Linked DNA regions of Hordeum vulgare: region 1 is linked to region 2. Evidence: chromatin contacts called from public Hi-C data. All regions are on one chromosome and are shown on one strand. The core of a region is the stretch at or near the end of the contact, and the rest is flanking DNA. Distances in the headings are between cores, read along the strand shown.

The links. A called contact is a pair of places that touch in the nucleus more often than the background predicts.
Region 1: a contact with region 2 is called in a Hi-C map of leaf, with 4 times the contacts expected there. The contact joins the enhancer-like site here to the promoter of LOC123437443 in region 2. A contact is called at or near these places in 2 of 6 Hi-C or Micro-C datasets (both in leaf).

The regions. Positions count from the first base shown.
Region 1 is chr1H:365,180,750-365,187,749 of MorexV3_pseudomolecules_assembly, forward strand. No RefSeq gene overlaps it. Among protein-coding and RNA genes, the nearest start is that of LOC123411171, 74 kb to the right of the region's middle. Within about 2 kb of position 5,237, at least 3 of the 3 cell types and tissues checked have open chromatin away from gene starts, as enhancers often do. A contact at or near this core is called in leaf, where this site is marked.
Region 2 is chr1H:365,072,876-365,080,186 of MorexV3_pseudomolecules_assembly, forward strand. LOC123437443 (MLO-like protein 9) reads right to left here and starts at 3,881. Exons shown (of 15, transcript XM_045115710.1): 1 at 3,542-3,881; 2 at 3,384-3,441; 3 at 3,091-3,284; 4 at 2,749-2,865; 5 at 2,539-2,599; 6 at 2,312-2,400; 7 at 1,417-1,491; 8 at 1,261-1,349; 9 at 1,134-1,183; 10 at 963-1,003; 11 at 702-875; 12 at 351-386; 13 at 201-268; 14 at 48-108. The coding sequence starts at 3,673.

The DNA.
Region 1 (7,000 bases), core at 3,987-6,486, 110 kb after region 2:
TCAGTGATAGCCTCTTGCGGGAGTTCAATCCCCAGCTCAACTAGACGTTTTGAGTACCCAGACATTTTGAGCACATGTTCACTGACAAACGAATTCTCCTCCATCTTGCAAGCATAGAATTTATCGAAGGTCTCATACCTCTTGATCCGGGCGTTCTTCTGAAAGATAAACTTCAACTCCTGGAACATCTCATATGCTCCATGACGTTCAAAGCGTCGTCGAAGTCCCGGTTCCAAGCCATACAATACTGCACATTGAACTACTGCGTAGTCCTCCTTATGTGATTGCCAAGCATTCAAAACATCTTGGCCAGACGTAGCAGGTAGTTCATCTTGTAGCGCAGCATCAAGGACATAATTCTTTTTCCCAGCTTGTAGGATGAGCCTAAGATTACGAGCCCAGTCTACAAAGTTGCTGCCATCATCTTTCAGCTTAGCTCTCTCTAGGAACGTATTCAAATTCAGGGTTGCTACTGCGTGAGCCATTGATCTACAACATAAAATATTGCAAAGTGGACTTAGACTATGTTCAAGATAATTAGAGTTTAACTAATCAAATTACTAATAAACTCCCACTCAAATAGACATCCCTCTAGTTACTTGAGTGTGGCATGATCCAAATTCACTAACTCAAATCCGATCATCATGTGAGTTGAGCGTAGTTTCAGTGGTAAACATCTCTATGCTAATCATATCAACTATACGATTCATGCTCGACCTTTCGGTCTCTCGTGTTCCGAGGCATGTCTGCACATGCTAGGCTCGTCAAGTTTTACCCGAGTGTTCCGTGTGTGCAACTGTTTTGCACCCGTTGTATGTGAATGTTGAGTCTATCACACCCGATCATCACGTGGTGTCTCGAAACGACGAACTATCGCAACGGTGCACAGTCGGGGAGAACACAATTTTATCTTGAAATTTTAGTGAGGGATCACCTTATAATGCTACCATCGTTCTAAGTAACATAAGGTGCATAAAAGGATTAACATCACATGCAATTCATAAGTGACATGATATGGCCATGATCTTGTGCTTCTTGATCTTCATCACCAAAGCACCGGCATGGTCTTCATCGTCACCGGCACCACACCATGATCTCCATCATCGTGCCGCCATCGAGGTTGTCGTGCTATCTATGCTATTACTACTAAAGCTACAACCTAGCAATATAGTAAACGCATGTGCAAACACAAACGTTAGTTCAAAGACAACCCTATGGCTCCTGTCGGTTGCCATAGCATCAACATGCAAGTCGATATTAACTATTACAACATGATCATCCCATACATCCAATATATCACATCATGTCTTTGGCCATATCACATCACAAGCATACCCTCCAAAAACAAGTTAGACTTCCTCTAATTTGTTGCTGCATGTTTTACGTTGCTGCTATGGGTATCTATTATGATCGCATCTTACTTACGCAAAAAACACAACGGAGATGTGAAAATTGCTATTTAACCTCTCTCCAAGGACCGCCTCGGTCAAATCCAATTCAACAAAAGTTGAAGAAACATGCACCCGCCAGTCATCTTTATGCAACAAGTTGCATGTTAGTCGATGAAACCAATCTCTCGTAAGCGTACGAGTAATGTTGGTCCAGGCCGCTTCAATCCAACAATACCGCCGAATCAGGAAAAGACTAAGGAGGGTAGCAAATCGAAAATCAACACCCTCAACAACTTTCTGTTCTACTCGAGATTACATCTACGCATGAACCTAGCTCATGATGCCACTATTGGGGAACGTTGCATGGGAAACAAAAAAATTCCTACGCACAGAAGACCTATCATGGTGATGTTCATCTACGAGAGGGAGATCTGATCCACATACCCTTGTAGATCGCTCAACGGGAAGCGTTAAGAAATGCAGTTGATGTAGTGGTAAAACTTCATGATTCAAATCACCGTCGTCCCACGATCCGTCTCGATCTAGCACCGAACGGACGGCACCTCCGCGTTCAGCACACATACAACTCGATGACGATCTCTGCCTTCTTGATCCATCAAGAGAGACAGGGAAGTAGATGAGTTCACCGGCAGCGTGATGGCGCGCTGGTGATGGTGATGATCTATTCCTGCAGGGCTTCGCCCGAGCTCCGCAGAAATCCGATCTAGAGGTAGAACTACGAGGTATAGGTTTGAGTTGCACGTGGCAAAGTTGTGTCGAAAAAACCCTAAAACCTCTAGTATATATAGGAGGAGGGGAGGGGCTAGCCTTGGGGCTCAAGGGAGCCCCTAGGGCGCCGACCGAAGTGGAGAGGAGGACTCCAACTCCAATTAGTTTTCGGGAAGGAGTCCTCCTCTCCCTTCTAACCTCCCTTTTTTTTTCTTTTCTTTTGGTTTTCTCTTGTAGCGCCATAGCCCACTTGGGATGGCCTCACCAGCCCACTAAGGGCTGGTGCGCCACCCTAGGACTATTGGGCTCACTCCCGGGTGGGTGGGCCCCTCCCGGTGAAAATCTGGAACCCATTCGTCACTCCCCGCACACTGCCGGTAATGCCCGAAATCTTTATGGTGACCAAATGAAACCATCCTATATATCAATCTTCGATTCCGGACCATTCCGAAAACCCCCGTGACATCCTTGATCTCATACGGGACTCCGGACAACCTTCGGTCACCAACACCTATAACTCAACTATACCGAAACGTCACCGAACCTTAAGTGTGCAAACCCTGCGGGTTCGAGAACTATGTAGACATGACCTGAGACACTCCCCGGTTAATATCCAATAGCAGGACCTGGATGTCCATATTGGATCCTACATATTCTACGAAGATCTTATCGGTTGAACCTTTGTGTCAAGGATTCATATAATCCCGTATACCATTCCCTTTGTCCTTCGGTATGTTACTTGCCCGAGATTTGATCGTCGATATCTCTATACCTATTTCGATCTCATTATCGGCAAGTCTCTTTACTCGTTCCGTAATACAAGATCCCATGACTAACACTTTACGCACATTGCTTGCAAGGCTTATATGTGATGTTGTATTAGAGAGTGGGCCCCGAGATACCTCTCCGTCACACGGAGTGACAAATCCCAGTATTGATGCATGCTAACTCAACGGACACCTCAGGAGATACCTGTAGAGCACCTTTATAGTCACCCAGTAATGTTGCGATGTTTGATACACACAAGGTATTCCTCCGGTTTCAGTGAGTTACATGATCTCATAGTCATAGGAATGAATACTTGACACGCAGAAAACAATAGCAACAAAATGACACGATCACATGCTACGCTCATAATTTGGGTCTTGTACATCACATCATTCTCCTAATGATGTGATCCAGTCATCAAGTGACAACACTTGCATATGGTCAGAAAACCTTAACCATCCTTGATCAACTGGCTAGTCAACTAGAGGCTTACTAGGGACATTGTTTTCTCTATACATCCACACATGTATCTATGCTTTCATTCAATACAATTATAGCATGGATAATAAACGATTATCTTGAAACATGAAATATAATAATAACTATTTTATCATTGCCTCTAGGGCATATTCCGAACACTATCATTGTCCAAACAATGGCAACCGCTGTCACGACCGTCAGATCCGCGCACTGGGTTCCAAATCCCTTGCGTCTCGCCCCATGGTCAGATGCGCTCGACTTGCCGTTACGCTGCCGAGCATGCCAGCACCAGATCCTCCACTCGGGGCCGCCGCCATGCCGCGAGCATGGACACATCGTCCACGCCACATCTGATCACGAACTTTGAAGCCCCCCGTTTCGCCACCACAGCCGCGTGCATGTCGCGCTGCCACACCCACAGTTTGCCTATGTGCAGTCCTGCAAGGTGTAGAACGGCGCCTGAGGCCACCATGAACGACAGATCGAGCGCCACCCCAATCTGTACCCCTAAGCAAGCGCACTAGGAGGCACCTTGACGCGAAGCACCAATGCCTCCTCGACGGCCTACCACTCCACTAGCAAGAGGCCACGAGCGGCGCCCCGTGGACCACCATCAGTCGCCGTGAGATCCCCAAATCACGGGCGAGGCGCACCCGGGGCGAAAGAAACATGCCCGCCGCTGCCAGTTCCCCCTAGGCTTCGCCCTCGAGGGGCTGTCCTCTAAAATTGCAAGAGAATTTTTACTTTCCGGCCTCTCCAACAATTAGGAATACACATAACCATTTTAACACGAGTATCAAAATAAGCATGGCCCTCAAAGATTTTTTTAAATGAGTATCAAGATTTTGCTAAGGCTCTCTTTGGTGCCACCGAATTTTCTACTGTTTGTCAGTACGCGCATCTTCATTTAGAAAAAAGAGGTACGTGTGTCCATCATTTCAGAAAAAAGAGGTACGTGCATCTACTCTAGTGTAGTATACTTTCACTCTTACGTGAACTCTTTGGTCCCCTTATGAAAGAGGATATATTTTTTGTTTTGACCTTTTGGCGTAACAAATTCCGAAATTGACCTTACTTTTAAAAAATGTGAATCTAATACCTTTTGGAGACGCCAACATCCTTAGCGTCAGGTTTGCATGGAAGATGTCAAGGTCCCTGACGTCTGGTACGAGATTGCATGACCGATTGACCTGTTGACTCTTTGATGTGGGAAAGGGCCAGACGACAAGGACCCTGACGTGTGGTACCAAACGCCAAAGACATTTACGCCTCGATGATATAGGACATATTATAAAAAAATTATTTGTGTGATCTGTTGGGACCAGACGTCAAGGTCCCTGATGTTTGGTAACACACGTCAGGGTCCTTGACGTCTGGTCCAAGACAAGACGGACGCAGGATCCCCGGCGTCTGACCCTTTGCCACGTCAGAGAATCAATGGGTCAGCCGATCATGCAGGCTCGTACCAAACGTCAGGGACTTGGCATCTCTCATGCAAATGAGATGTCAGAAATATTGACGTCGTAAAAAAGGGTCAGGTTAAATTTTTTTTAAATGAGTTCGATTTCAGAATTCACAAAGGTAAAAACAAAGAAATTGTTATGCAAAAGAGGAGCCGACCACTGTTTCCCCCAAGAAGCAATTTCTTCATGTTCCAAGCGGAGATACGTATCAATGTTGGTCTTTGATGCGATGCGAACATTGATGTCACACGGGCCACGGCGCTCCATCCATTCACCCAAAGATATCGTGGTATCCTGCATGTGATCGATCAATGGATGGCATGCGGGTCCCAGCTGGATGCATGTGTACGTGGACTACAGCGTAGACGTAGCACATCACATGGCGTACACACGACGTGTCGACGTCGACACCGTGCCCATCACTGTCAGATTTAAGTGGAACGATCTCGCCTACAACTGTATGCTCATGCTCATGCGTGTGCCGCGGTTGAGTGTTAGTAAGAATTTCTCTTGTCCCGGGGCAAAGGAGGACGGGTCAGCTCACCTGCATTGCAAGTTTAATTTATGTTGATTGAGAAGAGACAAACAGCTCCTGGGGATTAGGGTCACGTCGCCCCACCGCCAAGTTTGTCGGCATTATTATCCGATGATGACAATCAGCCGTGGAACATGGGCATGAATCATGGGTTCATGATGATGATGACAATAGACGGCGACAGACGACAGTGGATGGATAGTTTGAAGCGGGAGCGAGTGGACCAGCCTAAAACAGTGCCCTAGGTCTAGGAGTACCATGCTTTTGTTTTAATCCCAAGTTAGAACACGTCTAATTAGTCAATAATTATCTGCCAAAGCATGACCTTGAAACATGGCTGCTACTAGCACGCACCGGCCGGGGCACTGATTAACTCCAAAGCAAACGGAGTGGGAGCGTAGTGCCTCTTAATCAATGGGATTTTCTTATTGATTAAGTGATACTAGCTGCTTTCCACCGATCTTGAGTGGTGAGAACTGAGGAGAAGTGAAGGGCGACGATGGAAGCAGAAGGTGGAAACGCGGCGGCCGTACCCAGAAAAGGCCAAGGCCGGCGACGCGGCGCGGAAACCTTGACTCGATCGGAGTCAGATGGGCCGTCAGTCGTCAGGCATCCACCGGCCGTGGGCACTGGCACTGCATGCTACAGCGTCCAAATTAATCGTTGGGTCGGGTGCAACGGGACGCACGTACCCCGCTCCACTGACAACGCACGCTGCATCTTTGACACGTCCGGCAAGTCGGCAGCCGCGGGTGTTGCCTCGGCATGCCAGCGCTTGATTTGATTTCTCGGGGTCTTGGATATACTGTAGATTGCACGAATGGTCCGTCTCGTGCTCTCTCGTCTTGGATCCTCGTGTCCTGACGGAGCAGGTAACGCATGCAGAGGTAGTCGTCGACGCGATCGGCGGATTGCACGCCGCGAGGCAGCTGCGTGGGGAGCTCCTCCGTTGTGCTTTTTTAATATATTTTTTTAACATAAAGATATTATTAACTTATAAACATTTTACACAGATAAGCGGGAAAGGAAGCACGCTGGATACGGAGAGAGTTTCCCTGATTGAACAAAGCACTGAATCCATAATAAGCAACTAAACAGTACATATATCTTCTGTACTTTCAAAGCTAGGCGTGCAGGGTGATGAGCCTTGATGTTTTTTCCCTTGCTAACGTGAGCAACTTCTCGATGCTGATTTCTGAAGAAAAACACGTTTCGATGCTGAAAAGGACTATTTCGTGTCTGAGCGAGAAGAGAATGTCCGTTGTTTTTGCTGTCAAAGTTAGTACTGAGTAACCAGTTTAGAAGTGTGGATCTTGAATATTTAGTATGCTTGCTAGCCTGGTTGCAAGCATGAGGTCATAACACTCAGCTCGAAGAGGAGAGGAAGCCGTCTGGTACATTGCCGCAATGTAAAGTTGCTGGATGCGATCATTATTTTCAATCTGGATGAAGACTCCAATTAATGCCTGCGTAGAAGTGTGGGCTGCTTGTAATTCCCATGCAGCGTCACAAAAAAAAAGTGTTACTAGAAGAATCCAAATTTTATATCTCCGACCGCACCAGTTGGTACTGCACCAATGCTCACCATGATCTTCAGCAAAGATCTCTACAATTTGAATTTTTTTTAGCAATGG
Region 2 (7,311 bases), core at 2,631-5,130:
TAAAGTTGGATAGTTACTGAACATTCGTGGGCAGTGTGAGTAGGTACCTGAGATACAAGTGCATGGAGTGGAAGCGTGATGTAGCTGCACACAAATTGGACGACACCCCTACACATATGAGTACGTAGGAGCAGCCACAGTTAGTAACTTAGTATGACTGAGGAATAAATCAGTATGCAGATACAGTATTTGATACTCACCCAAGGCAGACTCTTGCAATGGTAAACTCAAAGTTGTCATGGAAACAGGACCTCAAGCCGAATTCATACTGCACGAAAGTTACTGTTATCATCAAACGAGTACTAAGTGGTACCATAAAAAATGATTCCAAATGTCGATTGTAGTCTTACCCAAATCCAAAAGAAATAAGTAATTTCAAATGCATTCTGCAGGAACAAAGAACAGCTATTAGAAGTTTTGACAGCGCTATCCTTCAATTCAATTCCAAAGTGAATGCACAAGGCTAGGGATTGAAATATTATATGACAATGAAACAAGTATGCTCTAGTTACAACTGTTCTTTTTTCCTGGCAAACATGTGAGTTCAAGTGCAATTTACCATAGTTAACAAGAAACTATTCAGCAGCAGAACGAACCATTACTACGTGACTAATGTACACAATTGAGGCTAAAATGCAGGTCCGTATTTTCAAATAATTTAGTCTGGTCGACAAGGGTCCTTTTCTGGCCCTTTAACTGACCTGGAATAATGCAAAATGGATAAGGTGAAGAACCATATGAGGCTTTCCGAACCAGAAATGTTCATCACTGAGTTTCACCACTGGCATTCCTTGAATAACTGTGTGTTTTTCTGTAATTTCAACAGCCATCCTTGCAATTATAGCCTGCAGCTTTGTTCCAACAGCTAAAATCACCTAGATATACAGAAGCATGGTTAGGAACTTAGCAACATGAATATAAAGCGTGCTACAGTAATAAAATATATAATAGTAAGAACTTACTACAAGGGGAATTGTGGAGAACCAGAACAAGTTATGCCATCCTGAAGAATGAATATTTCGAATTAAATAATATCATATTTTCACAGAAAGCTTCCCAAAGATCCCTGTGTCCTAGAAATTATAACGTGCCAAATTGCACAGGAACTCCATCAAAGGAAATATATAACTCACCATGAACATTGAAGAGCATAACAGCCAGAGCAGAGGCCCATAAAGGTGGACTAATAAAACAATGATGATACAAATGAGTCATTCAGTTATTAGGAAGAAAATAAGGATGGTTCGTAGGCCTCCTTACCTAATGCCAACAACTGTCTTGAAATCATCCTCCAAAGATCTCTTGATGTACTTTCGAAAATTGAACCTAGTCCCTGGGGATAAATGAGCCTATGCAAAGGTAAATCATCAGTGTAGGCTAAAAACAGGAACTTACTGGAGATATGAAGCTACTCACAGCAATAAATCCGTGCCGCAATGTCAGGTAGTCTGTCCTCCGAACAGATCTGAAAAACTGCCTAAAGAAGCTCACCTGTATAAAATCAAACGATAACAAGTTCCTGAGCTAAAGCATTTCTAGATACATAAATGACGAGGATGTTTTAACTTTATTTAGAACAGCTTCACACCTGTTCGCTGTAGCCTATGGTTCTATTATAAGAAAAACACTATCGACACGTTCGGTTTGTGCTCAGGTAACGTGTTTGGTCCGGGTATCGGGAAGCTCCTTTTTGAACTACTTTTACCGAATATGAGATCTGTTTGTTTTGAGCGTCCAGCTCCCGGTTTTCTAATCACCTTTAGTCCTGCCGTTTTCAGTTTCATGACCCCAAGTATCGAAAGACACCGCTACCTAATACGTCGTGGGCCTACCAAACGCCAGGTACTGTTTGGAAAGCGCTATAATTGGAAGCCGTGACATTTCCTTCGAACCAAACGCGTCGTATATGATCTTGGAAAACCATTGGGCTCCTATTCAGTAAACTGGTAATAGCTCACCAATGAGTATAAACATTTTGGAACTCGAGTTCCCCCGGTTGGAAAAAGTCAGTATATATCTTTCATAGTTAATGTTCAGGAGAAATGTAGAATGGTAAATACTAATTTTGTTTTCTGCGATAAGTACTAACTAATATTTGATATTCAGTAGAAATGTGGAATGGTTAGCCCTAACTGATATTTGATATTCAGTACAAATGTAGATAGTAAGGAATAATTATGCCTGGGCCAGATATATTCAAAGCTTCAGGTCGTATATTAATCTAGGAGCTTAAATTTGCAATTTACTCTGAAAATTTGATACATTATGCTACTTCATAACCATCGTTGGGAGGAATCAGGAGAGAACTTACAACATAGAGCATAGTTGTGCTTTTGCTCCAACAGCTCGCGTGCTGCCTCACAAAAGAAGTCTGGTGAGTGAGCCGGAATTTCGACGGATCTGAAAAGTAAAATATCAACAATGGGTACCAGCAGATTAAAAAAAATGCCTCACAAGAGATTACGAATAAGCTGATTAAAAAGGTAACACATTGATTCTACTTGTACCATAACAAGAGATAAACAATGGAGACACTACCGGCTGAAAATTCATAGGTGATGGAGGAAGTATCCTTTTCCCACTCCTTCCATATCCGCGTCTGCACAGAAAATTTCTGAGTTATTTCAAGCTTGTGGCCTTGCTCAAGTACACTAACTAGTACTCCTTCTGTCTAGATACATGAAATCCTTTCATACTTTTGGAAATTCAGAACAGGCACCTGTATGCTGCCTGAGGAATAGACCTTACCTTTGCTCTGCCCAGGGACATTGTAATAGCACTGAACGTTACATGGAAGACGGCCAGGAAGAACACGAAGATATGTAGCTGGTGTAACCCATCGGTCGAAACGAGTGACACCATGCCCTGAAATGGTATTGGGATTCCACTGATAAACAAAACATTTTTTGAATGACCAACCCATTTCTGAAGATGAGAGGAACAGAGAACAAATACAACCAATCCTCCCTTTCAAAAATAATACTAACAATCAATCTCGTTAACCTGACCCAATCAGTGGCGTCAAAGAAATCAGTGTCATGAACCTGGCTACTGCACGATATAAACCAAACGACACAGTAGTTAACTCACTTTGGGGCATGAGAAGTTGGCCGGCTCTTCAGACAGGTGACGTCGGCCGTGGCCTTTGGGCTCTCCGTGGTCGGAGCTCCTGGAGAGCTTGCAGGGCAGCATGGTGTCGGCGGCCCCCGCCGGAATGCAGATGCGCGATATGTACCTCGCCGTGACAGTCAGCAGCAGCGAGATGAAGCCCAGAGTCATGAGCTCTGCACATGGCAAGCATCAACTCCCGTCAAATTGCTCTTCACACGGAAGGAAACAAAGAGAAGATTTGGGGGTGGGGAGGAGCGTGCCGCAAAATGTACCGGATTTGACCTTCTCCAGAGCGTCGAACAACGCCTTCTTCTTCCTCTTGCTGAACCACTGCAGGCAAGGCACCGCCATGCCCAAGAATGGCGAGGAGGATGTGTTGGACGGGTTCAGGGAGATGGAAAATGGAGCGGAGGGAGCCTGGGGGGTGTACCTGGCCGAGGTGGTGGAGGATGCCCTCGAGGAGGATGGAGACGGCGACGATGACGGCGCAGACGGCGACCACGGCCCACGTCGGCGTCTGGTCCAGCGCCCGCGCCCCCTCCCCGCCTTCGCCGCCGGCCATACCCGATCTGCTCCTCCGCGCTCCGGCTCCGGGGCAGCAAGCTGCAGGCCGCGTTAATGGCGGTACCTAAACACTCAACAGTGAAGTGTTACTCCGAGCGGAGCAGATGGGGCGCCAGCCGCTGCTCTGATATAACTTCGCCAGACAAGCTGCGTTTTTTCTTATCGATTAAAGGGAGGGACAAAGTTCAAACGACGACCTCGGTCAGAAAGCGAGGGCTTCCAGAGAGGAAAAGGGCAGGCACATGGCATCTCCTCTGCCCTGCATAAGAGGGATTTGGCGGGCCCCTCTGCGGTGACTATCTTTTCATACCACCTGCCCCTTGTACCCTTTTAGGGCATGTAAGGACATGAGCACTGAGGGCAGTGGTAGGTGCCGTCCCCGATGCATCCAGTTAGACACGGAAAAATAACTTTTTCAGTCACATTATCAAAAATTAATATCTTCTATATTATGGGTCCCAATGTCATAATCTTTTGCTCTCATATTTTTTCATCTTTTTCACTTTTTCTGCCCAAGGGGCTGCCTCCTGCAGAAGATCCCCTGACATGTTTGAAGCACCACCCTAACCTATCTGGACCACCCGAACCTATGGGGCAGCATCCTTGGGGCTACCCGGTGTACATTCCCTAAATGGTGCTATCTTAGGTGTGCCACATAGGATAAATAATGAGATGAAGCACAAAGAATACAAAAAAAGGTTTTGACTTCTCTTATTTAAGAAAAGACAAGAGGCGATCTTTTAGAATAATATGTCTCATCATGTTTTTAGGAATAACTAATTATAGAAGATAAGACTAAGAGATAATTCATTGTAGACTTTCTTTTTTGTCATCTCTAAATTACATGCAAGATTTAAGATAAGACTATTTTATCAACCATTGTACATGCCCTTGCAACTCCCATTCCTCGGAAGAAAATGGAACGGTTGGTTTGAGTGAAAATAATAATATGAGGATTTTTTATTGTTGTTTTAAAAAACAATAATTGAAGGTTAAATCTGATCATGGACTAGTCCGGCGATCCGTCCAGTAGAACAAGTCGGTCTTGCCTTTTGGGCCGGGCTTGAGCTTCATTTTACAGCATGGAAGAGAATTCATGTCAGGCTCATGCTTGTGTTTTCCTTAATTTTGGGCCGAGCTTGCATGTGTGTAGGCTAAAATACAAATGTTTGGATCAGGGGTTTGGGTTTCGGGCTGCATTTTGGGTCGGCCTCTCGCTTGAGAAAATACCTACTTTTGGACTTTAGGCCTAGCTATGAGCCATACTATGAAGCTATGGGAGAGAGTCATTGAACACCGCTTAAGAAGGTTGACAAGCGTGACCAAAAACCAATTTGGTTTCATGCCTGGGAGGTCTACGATGGAAGCCATCTTCTTGGTACGACAGCTGATGGAGAGATACAGGGAGCAAAAGAAGGACCTTCATATGGTGTTCATTGATTTGGAGAAGGCCTATGATAAGATACCTCGGAATGTCATGTGGTGGGCCTTGGAGAAACACAAAGTCCCAATAAAGTACATTACCCTCATCAAGGATATGTATGATAATGTTGTGACAAGTGTTCGAACAAGTGATGGCGACACCGATGACTTTCCGATTAGAATAGGGCTACACCAAGGGTCAGCTTTGAGCCCTTATCTTTTTGATTTGGTGATGGATGAGGTCACAAGGGATATACAAGGAGATATCCCATGGTGTATGCTCTTTGCGGATGATGTGGTGCTAGTCGATGATAGCCGAACGGGGGTTAATAGAAAGTTAGAGTTATGGAGGCGGACTCTAGAATCGAAAGATTTTAGGCTTAGTAGAACTAAAACTGAATACATGAGGTGCAGTTTTAGTGCTACTAGGCACGAGGATGGAGAGGTTAGCCTTGGTGGGCAGGTGGTACCGGAGAGAGACACGTTTCAATATTCGGGGTCCATGTTGCAGAAGGATGGCGATATCGATGAAGACGTGGGCCACCGAGTCAAGGCTGGGTGGATGAAGTGGCGCCAAGCTTCTGGCGTACTCTGTGACAAGAGAGTGCCACAAAAGCTAAAAGGCAGGTTTTATAGGACAGCTATCCGACCTGCGATGTTGTATGGCGCGGAGTGTTGGCCAACCAAGAGACAACATATCCAACAGTTAGGTGTAGCAGAGATGCGCATGTTGAGATGGATATGTGGCCACACAAGGAAGGATCGGGTACGGAATGACGATATACGAGAGAGACTTGGGGTAGCACCGATTGAAGAGAAGCTGGTCCAGCATCGTCTCAGATGGTTTGGACATATTCAACGGAGGCCACCGGAAGCGTCGGTGCATAGCGGGCGGATAAAGCATGCTGAGAATGTTAAGAGCGGTCGTGGTAGACCAAACTTGACATGGGAGGAGTCCGTTAAGAGAGACCTGAAGGTTTGGAATATCGACAAAGACTTAGCCATGGACAGGGGTGCGTGGAAGTTAGCTATCCACGTTCCAGAGCCATGACTTGGCTTCGAGATCTTATGGGTTTCAACTCTTGCCTACCCCAACTTGTTTGGGAATGGAAGGTTTGGTTGTTGTTGTTGTTGGACTTTAGGCCTAGCTTTTGCAAGTACAACCCGATATATGGTCAGGTTTCGGTAAAATCATACCCATAATATAATTTCTTATGAAATGAAGAACTAGATGGGTACAAAGTACAAATTACATTGCATACTAGAGTCAACATTCTCCCACTCTCTCGCGAGAGTAACTTCAACGGATAGCCACTAACCCTATGATGCAAGATAAAATTAAAATTAAAAATACATAACTTATGTGCTACGCCTTATCATCACATGTGCGTCCATGGTGATGCAACCCAAGGTTGAACTCCGGATTCTCATCTCCAAAGCCAAGCTTCAATCCACAACTTTCGGCGACGACACGATGCAAATCGCGCATCGATATAGCAGGATCAGAGATTGTGTGTTTTCACCAGAGTGCATAAACTCGACGTTGAAATCATATGTCCATCATGTGTTATCTGACTATGGACTCCTCGATAACGGTATACACGATCGGGCCGGCAAAATTTGGGGCCCTATGCGAAACTAAAAAATGGGGCCTATCTCTCTAACATCCCAAATTTTGGTATGTTATAATAATTACTAGATTGATTGATTGTTTGATTGAGTGATTGAAACTTAAGTGAAATTCCAAACTTTTTAAAACTTTTGAATGAGAGGGAATAAAATGACTTTCCCATTTTCTTTTGAATTCCAATTTCATCCAATACAAATCACTGATAGAAGATAACATGACTTCTTCAAAATAAAGGACTTGAAAAAAAGGTGGTATGTGGAAATAATTCCTTTTGCAATCTATTTCATATTTTGGTCCTATTTGAAAGTTTAAATGAATTCAAATCCCCTTGCCCAAATTTAAAATCTTGAGAGGAGCAATATGACACTCCAAACCAGGGCCCATTTGAAATTATATTTGAACTTATGAAACTCACATGACTATTTTGAAAATGTTTTATATTATGTTTCAAAAAACAATTTTTTAAGTGGTTTTCAAATTTACTTTTCTCCAAAAATAAAATACATGGAAAATAGGGTAAAATGATTCCCTTCAATATAAAAATGAAGAGAAATTAATTTGAATCCATTTTAGTATTTTCAAAA